3 separate regions of the Zea mays genome follow, and all the other regions are linked to region 3. The links are chromatin contacts, called in public Hi-C maps. All regions are on one chromosome and are shown on one strand. Each heading gives the region's core, a stretch centred on a gene start, on an enhancer-like site or on the middle of the called end of the contact. The rest is flanking DNA. Distances are from core to core; before and after follow the strand shown.

Evidence for each region. A called contact is a pair of places that touch in the nucleus more often than the background predicts.
Region 1: a Hi-C map of ear shows a contact between it and region 3, with 2.2 times the contacts expected there. The contact joins the promoter of LOC101202711 here to the promoter of LOC100381606 in region 3. A contact is called at or near these places in 2 of 25 Hi-C or Micro-C datasets (ear and tassel).
Region 2: a contact with region 3 is called in a Hi-C map of leaf, with 6 times the contacts expected there. The contact joins the promoter of LOC118476778 here to the promoter of LOC100381606 in region 3. A contact is called at or near these places in 3 of 25 Hi-C or Micro-C datasets (endosperm and leaf).

Annotation. Positions count from the first base shown.
Region 1 is chr3:234,773,586-234,778,081 of Zm-B73-REFERENCE-NAM-5.0, reverse strand. LOC101202711 (Nuclear pore complex protein NUP98A) reads left to right here and starts at 1,948. Exons shown (of 11, transcript NM_001324127.1): 1 at 1,948-2,115; 2 at 2,631-2,978; 3 at 3,327-3,821; 4 at 4,050-4,265. The coding sequence starts at 2,097.
Region 2 is chr3:234,873,894-234,878,451 of Zm-B73-REFERENCE-NAM-5.0, reverse strand. It overlaps LOC118476778 (zinc finger protein CONSTANS-LIKE 5), which reads right to left and starts at 1,697. Exons shown (of 2, transcript XM_035966534.1): 1 at 1,156-1,697; 2 at 562-1,054. The coding sequence starts at 1,557. The coding sequence ends at 770. It overlaps LOC100279258, which reads right to left. Exons shown (of 5, transcript NM_001152279.1): 5 at 2,528-3,188. The coding sequence ends at 3,165.
Region 3 is chr3:235,021,600-235,025,560 of Zm-B73-REFERENCE-NAM-5.0, reverse strand. LOC100381606 (mitochondrial substrate carrier family protein) reads left to right here and starts at 1,306. Exons shown (of 7, transcript XM_008674847.4): 1 at 1,306-3,051; 2 at 3,650-3,961. The coding sequence starts at 2,211.

The DNA.
Region 1 (4,496 bases), core at 699-3,198, 250 kb after region 3:
AAGAACACTAAATAAGCTGTGGGTTGTACTCTTTTTTCTTATCTAGGGTTTTATCACGAGGGTGAGTTTTTACGTAGATAGTTTTTTAATGAGGCAGCCATTGTACTAAACAGTTCAATATTAGCTATTTAGTATGCTTTTAACTGTATTTTTGTGAATGTACAAGATTATGGTAAGTTTGATGCTGATTTATTGTGTAGTGCTCAGACTGACCCTGACACTACGGCTGTTCGGGCCGACCGTACTGGCATGACACGGCTAAGAGAGCTTAGTGCCGTGATTGTGTCTGGTTTCAGATACTAGTGTCGTGTTAGCACGATACGACTGTTAAACAGATCAAACGGGTCTTATCCTAATTGTGTCGTGTCTTGCCGTGCCACTGCCGTGTCGGGGCAGACTGCTTGAGGTCGTTGAGCGGGGCCTCACGAGTCACGAAGCGTGCGGGGCGCCTCCTCTCTCACTGCCCCTTGAACGACGAGGCGTGAAACAAGAGAAAACGAGGTAACGAATACTACTACCGTACAGCTTATTAATTTAACGCTTATTGATTTATTATTACTTTAATGTGTCTTGTGCAAATATATAATTAACGTTGCACGACAACAATAACAACTCTACTACTCTAACGCTTATTGGTTTATTATTATTTAACGTGTCTTTTGCAAATATATAATTCACGTTGCACGACAACAATAACAACTTTACTAGCTCCTATACAAGCACAACATGACATGATCCAATTATCTTAATCCCATCATCAAATCGTTAGAGATCTACAACATGGAGTTATTTAGCCGAGATAAATGTACCAATCAACAAAAACTCTTGATTATGCCTTTCTTAGATATGTTTTAAACCAATAAATTTGATATTATGTAAATATATTGCATGTAAAATTTTGTAATTACGTGCGTGTCGCAAGTACACTTTTCAACGTTCGTCTCGCGTCATCTTTTTACAAAGAACCCATTGTATTTCTTCAAAATCAACGTGTGATCGCAGATCATATCCTATCGGGTAACGTTGCAACACACGAGTATTAGACTAGTTTTGTAAAGCAAGTACACTTTTCCTAGTATTGTATTGAGATAAAAAACAGACTGTTTCACCTGATCTAAAAAGTTTTTGTACATCTAACGTCGGATGTTATGACCCTATTTGGCACAACTTATTTTCAGATTCTTGATAAATTTAAGCAGAAGTTCTGTCAAACAGATAGCTTCTGCAACAGTTTATCAGTTCAGCTGCTTCTCAAAATGAACTAAAACCAGCCAACAAACAGAAACTGCTTTTTACCAGCTTATCAGATAAGCTATTTTTTCAACAAGCAGCAGCTGTGCAAAATAGGGCATGTGTTGTGTATACATAAAGTCGCGGTGCAACCAGGGGCCCACCCTTCATTGGGACAGACTCGTGTGTCGTATCGCCACTTCGCCAGACAGACCCCCTTCCAACTTTTTTGCATTTTAGCCCTTTTGGGGTTTCTTTTGCACAATTATGCCCTTTGTAGTTTCATTTCAAAAAATGGACCCTTACCTTGGCGCCGTTATCATTGGCGCCGAGGTAACACATAGTGGCGCCAACATAATTGGCGCCAACTTTTCCTACGTGGCAGCCGATGTGGCAAGTCTCAGGGGGTCGGCGCCATAGATCTTGGCGCCGACCCCCCTGGATAGCACCGGACCCCACCGTCAAGGGGGGTCGGCGCCAAGATCTATGGCGCCGACCCCCTGGGACTTGCCACATCGGCTGCCACGTAGGAAAAGTTGGCGCCAATGGTACTGGCGTCGATGTGTGTTATCTCGGCGCCAATGATGATGACGCCGAGGTTGGGGTCCATTTTTTGAAATGAAACTGTAAAGGGTATAGTTGTGTAAAAAAAACCCAAAAGGGCTAAAATCTAAAAAAGTTGGGATCCCCTTCGGGCTTCGTCCCCTCCTCTTGAGTCTTGACGAAAGAGAGACAGGGAAAGAGGGAGAGGCAAGAGTCGCAGCCTCGCAGCTCTAGACCCAGACCGCCTCCGCCTCCGCCGGTGATCGAGTCGCGTCGGCGCTACATTCAAGCTAGAAGACAATAAGCTTCGGCATTCGGAAGCCATGTTCGGCTCCACCAATCGTAAGCGCTCACCCTCTAACCCCCTCCTATTCTCGTCGATTTCATCACATTGGATTCCATGACTTTTTTAAATCCTCGATTCTGTTCTCCTATGTATGTATGCATTGCTACTGTTGCGCTTCCTTCCCTTTGGTTTGACTATTCGATTACATATATTTCGATGGATTGCCCATATGCCTCGCAAACTAGGGTTTCATTTATCTATTTCAATCAAATAGGTTGCTTGCAGTCCCAACATCCAGGATCCATGGAACACCCAACCTAAGCTTCCATGTGCATATGGACGACCCGATAGGGTCCGGACCTCACTGTCTCTTTTATCTACCTTACAAACAAAACAGAACAACGCTTCAGTGCTCATCGTTTTCATTTATATATATGCTAGCTCATACAATGCAATACCTGACTGATTGTAAGCTGCAAACGCTTACATGGCTGTATACAGAGCATACTTTTTTTTTTCTGTTTCTTTTTTGCAATGTTGATTATCTTCTCACCTTCTATCTCAATTGCAGCATTTGGGCAGTCATCCACAAGCCCATTTGGTAACAACAACTCGTTTGGAACTCCCCAGGGATTTGGCCAGTCTTCCACTGCTGCCAACAATCCCTTTGCCCCAAAACCATTTGGCAGCCCGACCACGCCTTTTGGGGCACAGACTGGAAGCTCGCTCTTTGCAACTACATCTACTGGTGCCTTCGGTCAGCAGCAATCCGCTCCCGCATTTGGCACAACATCCACTGGTGCCTTTGGTCAGCAGCAATCCACTCCCACGTTTGGCACCCCATCCTCCTCTCAGTTCGGGAGCTCTACACCAGCCTTCGGTGCATCCCCCACTCCTGCCTTTGGTGCCACATCCTCTGGTATGTACTATATTCTCTATCGCTGGTTCACCATGCTGATCATACTAGGTTGTCATAGGAAGCAATTTTATAGATTGTCTAATTAATGATGCCAGTTTTATGTGTAATTGTTCTTTTTGTTAGGAAACAAATAGCTTCTTATGCACTGGAAACAGCATGAGCCATTGGCAATTTTTCTCATATCATACAAGTTTTATTTATCTTTGCGTTTCTCTGCAATCTGCATGCTACATTTGTTTTCAGTAGCTACTCATGCAGAATTATGCTAGTTCATGTTTTACTAGGTTGGCTTAACATGATCTGCTGTATTATTTGTGATGTCATATCTCTGCTCTGCACATGTTATAGGGTCTTTGTTCGGACAGAAGCCAAGTTTTGGGGGTTTTGGATCATCTCCTAGCCAGTCAAGTCCTTTTGGTAGCACGTTCCAGCAAACACAACCAACATTTGGAACGACGCCGGCATTTGGTACCATGACTACTCCTGCATTTGGTACAAGTACACCAGCCTTTGGCACCACAACTGCACCAGCCTTCGGTGCCACGACTACCCCAGCATTTGGTTCAACATCAACATCTTTATTCGGTGCTTCTAGCACCCCAGTGTTTGGTTCTACAGCCTTTGGCACATCTGCTACTGGTTTTGGAACTTCAGGGACTACAGCATTCGGTGTGAGTAGTACTACTACAGGTTTTGGATCTTCAAGCACACCTTCATTTGGCACATCAGCTAGCGTGTTCGGTTTTGGTTCTTCACCATCTTTTGGACAAACAACAGTTTCTTCTGGCAGCACTCCCTTTGGAACAACTCCTTCACCCTTTGGTGCACCAGTTCCTGCATTTGGTAGGTTTTCCCATTGGATGTTCACATTAGTTTAGCTAGCTATGATATAATGCTCACTGAATTATTGTCTGAGACTCTGAGTGCATATGATGTTTACTGATTGTTTTGTTCTTTCTAAATCCAGCAGGCCTATTTTATTGTAGATCTCCCTTTTTAACTGTTTTTACACTGGCTAGGCCATCTTTTTTTTACCTGTTTCACCAATTGTTTGTTCCCTTTGAGTTTCAGGCTCGCAGACAGCAGCACCAGCTTTTGGACAACCTCAGTTTGCTAATCAAGCTGGAGGAACCAGAATAAAACCTTATTCTCAAACACCAGATGTTGACAGTGCTACTAGTGGTACTCAGCCTGCTGCAAAACTTGATTCCATATCGGCAATGCCTGAATACAAAGACAAGAGTCATGAAGAATTGAGGTGGGAAGACTACCAGCGTGGAGATAAGGGTGAGGAAAATTATTTGGAGATCAAGGGTTTTGCTTGATTTGCAAACACTCTTTAACCACATCTTTAGTTCCATTTATTCTTTTGTCGTACTTGTTTTGTATGAACTGGAGTAACCATTATGTTATACCCTGGCTTATGTTACAGATTGAATCCTGAATAGAATTGACAAATAACTGCTATCCCCTTTATTAATTATTTATTATATTATTGCTAGGTTTCTTTGGTCCATG
Region 2 (4,558 bases), core at 448-2,947, 150 kb after region 3:
ACGGCACGGCACGACTAGTGTTGGGCCCGTGCCGGCACGGCCCGATAGGTAGTGCCGTGCCTGGGCCGAGCATCAGGCACGCTGGGCCGGCACGGACACGGCACGATTAGCCCCTAGGCACGATTATGCATGATTAGATCCAAACACGACTAGTTAGCTGTGTGATGTATTCTTTTTTCTTATCTAGGGTTTATCATAAGGGTAAGTTTTTACCTAAATAGGTTTTTAATGAGTCAACCATTGCACTAAACAGTTCAATATTAGCTATTTTAGTATGTTTTAACTGTGTTTGTGAATATTTGACTAAAATTTTGTGGTGTAGTGCTAAACGGGCTATATAGGCTAAATGGGTTATATGGGCTAAACGGGCCGGCACGGCACGGCTAAGCAGGCTTAGTGCCGTGCTTGGGCCTAGCCTCAGGCACTAGTGCCGTGCCGGCACGGCACGGCTATTAAACGGGCCAAATGGGTCGTGCCCTAACCATGCCGTACCTGGCCGTGCCCGGGCCGGGCCGTGCCGCCTATTTGGCCATCTCTAGGCTAGAATACCATTTGTCAGATATAGAATAGGTTTGGCACAGATTTTCATTAAGCCACTACAGTACATACTAAGCATATAAAAGTAGCAAGCTTAAAACCCCCCAAATTTTTTTTTACACATTCTAACTAGTAAAGTAGAGCTAATTAAGATAAGCTATCCTACTTAACTAATGACCAGAAGCTGAAATCTGTCAGTATATCTATGGGTGGCAGCTGTAGTGATAATCAGCTATACTAAACTGATGGAGGAGACTCCAAGGTAAGCGGCCAGCATCTCATCGTCGTCAGCGCAGAGCTCTGCTACTACGTTGATGCCAGCAGGCAACTCCCGTACAGCCGGCGACTCTGCCTCTAACTCTACTGGCTGATATGCTGCTGCTGGCAGTGCTGGGGCATGGACATGGTGGTCTGCAGTTGCATCTGCCTCCGTCGTCTCTGCGTAGTCGCCGCCATCGCGCGCGAAGCGGCCCTTCACCCTGGGACGGTTGTCTGCGAGCGTCTTCCTGCAGGCATACTGCATGCATGCATGCGCCGCGCCATTCATTTGCCTTTGCGTGCGTTCTAATAAGAGAGCTAAGCTGAAACCAAGCAAAGCAAAGCAAAGTGCAGGCAGACCGTGATCTTCTTTTGGAAGTTGCGTTGGTTGCGCTTGCTCCGGTACTTGTCGACGCGCTCCCGGCGCTCCTCAGCGCTGTACCTTGCCGCTCCCCTTTGCTCCTCCAGGAGGACGGTGAGGTCTCCTGTGCTCGACGTCCGGCGAAACGACGACGAGGACGTTGCTGCAGCAGCCATGATGCCGGACGACGACGACGACGACGAGTGGGTGATGATGGCGTGCAGCTGGCTGGCAATAGGTGGAGGAACAATGGCAGGAGCCTGCTGCGAACAAAAAAGACGAGAAGGCAGGAACGCTCCTCCATGGGCAAGCAAGGCGTCTGGCTGAGAGGGAAGGATGGCATCACCATCTACGAAATAACAAGAGGAATCAGTAGTCCATTGATGGTGTTGCTGATACATGCCTGCTATAATGTATATATGTGTCGATGTGGTATGTGGTGACGGCTGACAGGCAGGACATCTATGGTTTTATAGGCTTGAACAAACAAAACACACGCAGCAGCGCAGGAGAGTGAGGAGGCACAACACAGGTGCTAGTGCTACATCCATGTCTAGCTGCCACAACCTAACAAAAGTAAGCTGGTGCGCATGAGCGCAGGCAGAGCCTTTTTGCGCAAACCACAGAGCATGCTGGCACCAAAACCACACGGTGCATGCCCTAGTGTACGTTCTTCTGACAATATAATGAGAATCTCAAACTATGTGATTGGTTACCGTATAAGTTGAGCCAGGTCCATATGAGTTTAGCCAGTATTAGTAGAACCAAGATAAGTTCGTGCAAACATTTTTGTTTGGTTGTGTGTATAGACTCGTGCAGATTAGACATAGATTTTGTTTGGTTGGTTGCACCGAAATGTGTATTAGTGAAGAGTGTATAAATAAATCTTTACCTATTTATCATGAGTGATTTAATTTTATTCACAAAAATCTGAGGAATATAAATATTAAATGGATGCAATGATTAAATCTTTTAATTGAAAGATATAAATAGAAAAGCAAAATAAAAATATCTCGATTTCTGTGCTTAAGCGTGCAGTGAGCCTGCATGCGGGGAGATACTCCCGCCGGCGGTTCGCGCGGAGCCTGGCTACGGTGTACGGCTTGTATGTAGAGAGCCTGTTTGAGGAGATGCTTAAATCAAACAAACAATGCTTTGAGACTCCGCGGGTTCAAGTGTATGAGTAGAGAAGCCAACCAATCACCTTGAAATAGATAGCGAGCACACAGCACCAAAGCTAGAAACAGCAAGCGATCAAGGACAACGAAAACGATATTCCCCGATCCCATATATGCCCTGTGCTGTTGTTACACCAGGACAGACAGACACATGCTCAACTTGCAGTTGACCACACCAAAGACCAAGGGAATCAACATGCAAAAATATTCTAGCATTCCTCTCCATTCCCTACTCAGAGTAATGTGATGCATGGATGGACACATGCAGTCAGTTAGAATTTACATCCAGATTTGGAGAAACAAAAAGATCATGTCACCCACCCTATGACGGTCGCAAGTAAACACAAAAAAAGCATCCCTTGCAAAAAAGCTGCCAGTCCAGCGCACTAGCTCATATGATGAGCTTCCAAAATCACAAGTGACATCTCCCAAGATTTTTGGTGGGGGGAGGAAGAAATGATATCATACCGCCTTTGAATAATGCAGTCGACAGCGAGGCTGAGTCCCCTCAAGAATCAGTTTTGTTTCAAGCAACTATTGGGCACAAGTTTCGTTTCAAGCAACTATTGGGCACAAGTTTCCTGCTATTGACCCAGGACGCTGTTTTCAGTTGGCAACTGGTTGGGAGTGTCCTTACATCAACCGCAGCACTCCCTGCTCCTATTTGTGGCCACAGCTTCACGTGAATCCCTACAGTAGCCCACTCAGGAAATGCGTATCACCCTGACGACTTGGAGTGGCCTTAGCGAACCGACAAGATAAAGTCAAAGGGCACCATAGATCTATTGTCCTCTGGCAGGAGGCCAAATTGCCTCTGTACACCACAACTCTTACGACTTCCTTTTACGTGCAACCTGCATCAATTTCAAGATACCAAAGCATCCCACACATTAAACCAGTGACACTTCAGTGCATAGAAAGAGAAAAAAAAAGCAAGTATTTCATAAGCCAACGCCTCTTTGTCAAGTGACACCGCAAAGAATCATTCATGTAAGATAACAAAAACAAGTGGGGGTGATTGGATAGCGTGCAGTTCTCCTAGATTTCCTTTTCTTCTACTAGGTCAACTATAAGAATAGTAACACCACTATAGCACGAGTGGCGATGCAATCATTGTTTAGTTGATGTGCATGAAGAATTTATTGACAGACTACATAGATACACAACTATGGAAATAACTGGTATTCAAGTACAGAGAAGTCCATTAACTGCAATAGGATGCCTAATGTAGTAATGTAAATTGTAAATCACTATTCATATGAAATGAAGTTAAGAATAACCAATTGGTGATCAAATGTCATAAGCTTTAGCGAAGGAGACCACATGGATGGAGGCTGACAAGACATCTCGTTCAGGTTGGGATGTGTGATATGGAGAAAATATTTTGGTCCACCACCAAATCTTCCTCCAGGTGCAACTATGGGGTATGGCTTTTTTTTATCATGGTCATGGTGTCTAGAAACTTTTCACACCAAATTCACTAGAAGTCTAGAATCATGATCATTTCATGGTTCATGTCCTAAGCCGTAATAGCTAACTAGTTATAGTGGAATCTTATACCATTATAATAGGATATCACGGTTTGGGTGTTTGGCCTCCAAAAATAATGCCATCAACTGCTACTGCATCCAAAATCAGGAAACAAATGCTTTTGAAAAACCACAACAATGCAGATGTGCTTCTTTCTTTCCAATACAGTCTGTCTTTAAAAGAAGAATTGGTAGTAGTTCATATTTAATCCCTAAACTACATCCATAGAATGCTAAGTACACACAAAAGAAAACGAGAAATATACACATCCAACTCAGTCTTTCCAGAAGGCATTTAAAAACAGCAGAGCTGGTTCATCTTGTAGTTGATTTGCTTTACCATGGCAACATGAGAGCACCATATGCTACAATGTCTGTTTACAATAATTTATAGTTTTGCTGGCTCCAGCGCTAGGTATTAGAATTACATTAATTTTGTCCAACTTCACAGGCAATGAAGAATTAAATGTCATGGCAAGCTGATCAAAGAATTAAGCTAATAAGTTAATATATCCTCCTAATTTGATTGTTAGCATGACAGAACACATCATGACTTCATGAGCAAACATGCAGATGTTTCTGTTCCATTTACAATAGTCAATAATACTTTGTAAGAATGTAAAACTACCTAATAAGAATCAAATTAATGCAGAACTGCTAAGCCTACTACATGAAAAAAGATTAATCAGATTGTT
Region 3 (3,961 bases), core at 57-2,556:
TGATTCTGAATAAGTCACGGTTATTGATTTGATTATAGTTTCGATTAATTTATCTGAAACAAAAGAGAACACGTGTGCTGCCTTCTCATAGCAGAGCTTTCATTTTTGTACTCCTTCTGCCACCTACAACAGTTCTACTGGAGGATGAACACAGATTGTTAGGTTTGCTTGGGATTTCTGGTGATCCAGTTGCAACCACTAATTAGTAGTGTTTATTTTCAATTCCTGGAATTTGCCTTAGCCCATTAGATCTCTTAGGCCCCGTCTGTTTCCTTTCATTTTGAGGAATTGAAATCTTACTAATGGAATAGACTATTTTTTTAGAATATGACATTCCACCACTTTCCAAAGTTATCATGTAAGCCTATCTCAAATTCATAGGTGAGAGATGAAAATTGATTCTATAGATTTACATGTTATTTTCCCGATGTACAACTTATAGTGCCATCTTCTACTTGCGCCGCTATAATATAAATATAGTATATAACTATCTCTCTCATATAATTTAGGATGATATACAAATATATTACATATATAAATATATAAACTTAATTAGTTTTGTCTAAATTATAATTATTAAAATGGAATTCAATTCCAACGAAACAAACGGGGCCTTAGTATATTTGCCTTAGCTGAAATTTTCGTACAATCTCTCAATTCGCACACCTAGTATTTTTGTTGTGTATTCAGAAGTAAACAAGTTTCCTTCACCTTTTTAAGGGGGAAGGCATGGAGAATCTTCTCAGTTTATAATAATGAGAATGGATGCAAAATTATAGTGCAAAATTACAGGTTATGGCTACAAAACCTATGCGGCAGACCATTTGATATAATTCAGTTGTTACAGTTTCAAGAATGAATACACGAAGAAGGACTTCAGTCCAAAGACAGAATGGTGCTACATCAAGCTAAGCAATTCAGCCTTCTCTATTGAATTTGTCAAAACAAATATCGAACTAGTATGTACTGAATTGTGACAGAAAGGGTCGTGCGCGGGAAAAAAGTAGGCGCCCTCGATGATGGCCGGAGGAAGTTACCCGATTTCAGATATTTATCTCGTTTGAGGCTTGATTTCAGATATTTATCTCGTTTGAGGCTTTATTGTTGGAGATCGACTTTTTTATGGTGACCTAAATCGTTTAAAATATCATCATTTTAAATTTATAGTACATTTTTATAGGACACCTTGTTAGAGACGCTCTAAACAAAGGGCAAAGCTTCTGCTATTATATTTTAAAATAAAGAAATATAGGTTATGAAATTGCTGCTTCTAGAAATCTGGAGGTTATTTGCTTCTAGGTACCACCTAAATGAATAGTATAACTGTATAAGGTTTGGTTGAATTAGAAGTTCAAACTAAATTATTTATTTCATTTTCTGTAGAACTGAATTGGGACCGATAACATCTGCCTTATCACCATGCTTATCCATATCATTGATGTGGGTCCATTAACTGGTAGTAGTATTTAATGTAAAAATATTGTATATTAGTATGATTAAAGTTAGCACTTACTGATTCATACAGATCCAAATCATCTGCATGTTACGAGTTCTCTGTATTTAGCAATGCATCCATTTTACTTAGCATCAATAAACTTTGATGCATGCATCCTTACAACAGTAGCTATGTATATTTTCTTCGTTTCATAATGAAATCTATTGATGGTGCGTAATAAGCCTAATATTATCTCTGATGTAATATTGTTTTACCTTATGTTAAGATTTCTAAAAATTTTGTTAAAAAAACTCTACCTTGTAAAGAAAAATAAAAGCAGCACATTCTCCCCCGTTATTCTGAGCAGACACAAATGCAAACAAAAAAAAGCATATCCATCCAAATATCGTAATCCATTTCATTTCCCTAAGAAATTAATTTATTTCTGCAGTTTCCTCAAATTCTCATGGTCTCGGTTTGTCGCCTCGCCGCTTCTCCACCTCCCGTCTCGTCTGCAACTGCAACTCCACCTCGGCCGTCGGCCTTCTCATCCTCGTCACCACCGGCCACGGCCGGCCTCCACCACCGCCTGCCCACCGCTCGCTACTCTTGTCTCCCCTCCCCCCAAGTGGAAGAAGAATCGGGCTGTTGCTCACTCAGAGCTCTCTCAGTGAGGCGGGCCTCACTAGTCACTAGCCTTGCTGTTATGCCTTCCCCGCCGCTCGCCAGAGTCCACCGCCACCGGACAGGAAGCACCACCTAGTTCCTGACCCTGATGCCCATGGCACCGGACCACCCCTTCGATGCCTTCGTCGCCGCAGCCCGTGGCGCCGTAGCCCACCTTCACCTCCCCGTCATCCACATCCCTGGATCCAATTCCAGTCCCCATCCCAACTCCAAGCAGCACAAGGGACTCGAGGTCGACTGCCTGCTCCACCTCCACGTCCTCGTCACCAACTTCCTCCACAAGCCCCTCAAGTCATTCGCCAGGTGCTTCAGGCCCAAGCGACGGGCAGACACACACTCCCCGCCGCTCCACCAGGAGCCCAGCAATGGCACCACCCCGCAAAAGCAACTGGAGTTCCTGCTCTGCATTGCGTTCGACGCCTTCGCCCACAACCTCCACGCGCTGGATGACGCCTGCAAGCACAAAGGCGAGGAATTTGCTGCCGCTACCCGACAGTTGGAGCAATTTGTGGTTCTCAGGAAGGTAATCGATGGGAAGAGGGCCGATTTCGATGGGTTCCTTTCCAATCTGGGCTTTGCAAAGGTTGGGGCACCGCCACCGCCAGCAAGCATCGTGGGTGGTGCGTCCCCTGTCCCAGCATCAGCACCAGTCAGCAATCAGGAGGATGGTGCCGTGATTGGAAACGGCGAGGGGGTGGACAGTGCTAGTGGTACACAACAGCAGGCACAGAAATTGCCTGCCCGGTTGCTTAACATTCCTTTGTCGAATGTGGAGCGTCTGCGGTCTACGCTTTCTGCAGTTTCACTGACGGAGCTCATTGAATTAGTCCCGCTGCTGGTGAGCAGATCATCGACATCGGCAGATGCACATCCTGACAAGAAGAAGCTTTTCTCAGTGCAAGATTTCTTCAGATATGCAGAAATTGAAGGTAACATCATTTTTTCATTTTCCAACAGAGAAGTGTCTTCATTTCTACTTCTTCAGTATGTAGACTCATGGTCTGCAATTGCCAATCATGTATTCATTTTACCATATGGCACCAGTAGGGAAATCATCAAATTAGATCAGTCATTATTAGTCCTCCACAGAAGGCTCAAATGCCAGTTTTACAGTCGAAGTAATTATATTATGTACAATTTAATCTCTAGAGTTCTTCAAATATTCAGATTCAGGATATGCCATTCATATCTACAATTTACAGCATAAAATCTGGTATGATGTTATCCATTATTTTACCACCATATCTAGAAAATTTTGGTGAGCTACTATCAAAGATATGCCTACCAGACATTTTAATTTACCATGCAACAACAGGGGGTACCATCCTGTTATTTTTCCTGCTAGTACATTTTTTAGTCAAGCTACGCTCTATCCATCATACGATCTTCAAACTACAGTTCTAATTGGTACCTCAGCAATTCAGATTCTGCATAACATAATGCAATGATACTTTTGAAAAGGTTGCTATTTTTATGTATTAGTTGGATCATAAGGTGATATTTGTAACTGATGTTCTGCTGCTGTAGGAAAGCGATTCTTTGAAGAGTTGGACAGAGATGGTGATGGCCAAGTCACTCTAGAAGATCTCGAAATTGCAACGAGGAAGAGGCGGTTACCAAGGAGGTATGCTCGAGAATTGTTCCGCCGTACAAGAAGCAACTTCTTTTCGAAATCAATTGGGTGGAAGCAATTTTTATCCTTGATGGAACAGAAGGAAGCAACCATTCTCCGAGCGTATACCACGTTGTGTTTGAGCAAGTCTGGAACACTTCACAAAAGTCAAATTTTGACTTCTTTGAAAGGTGCTGGACTTCCAGCCAATGAAGATAATGCCGCTG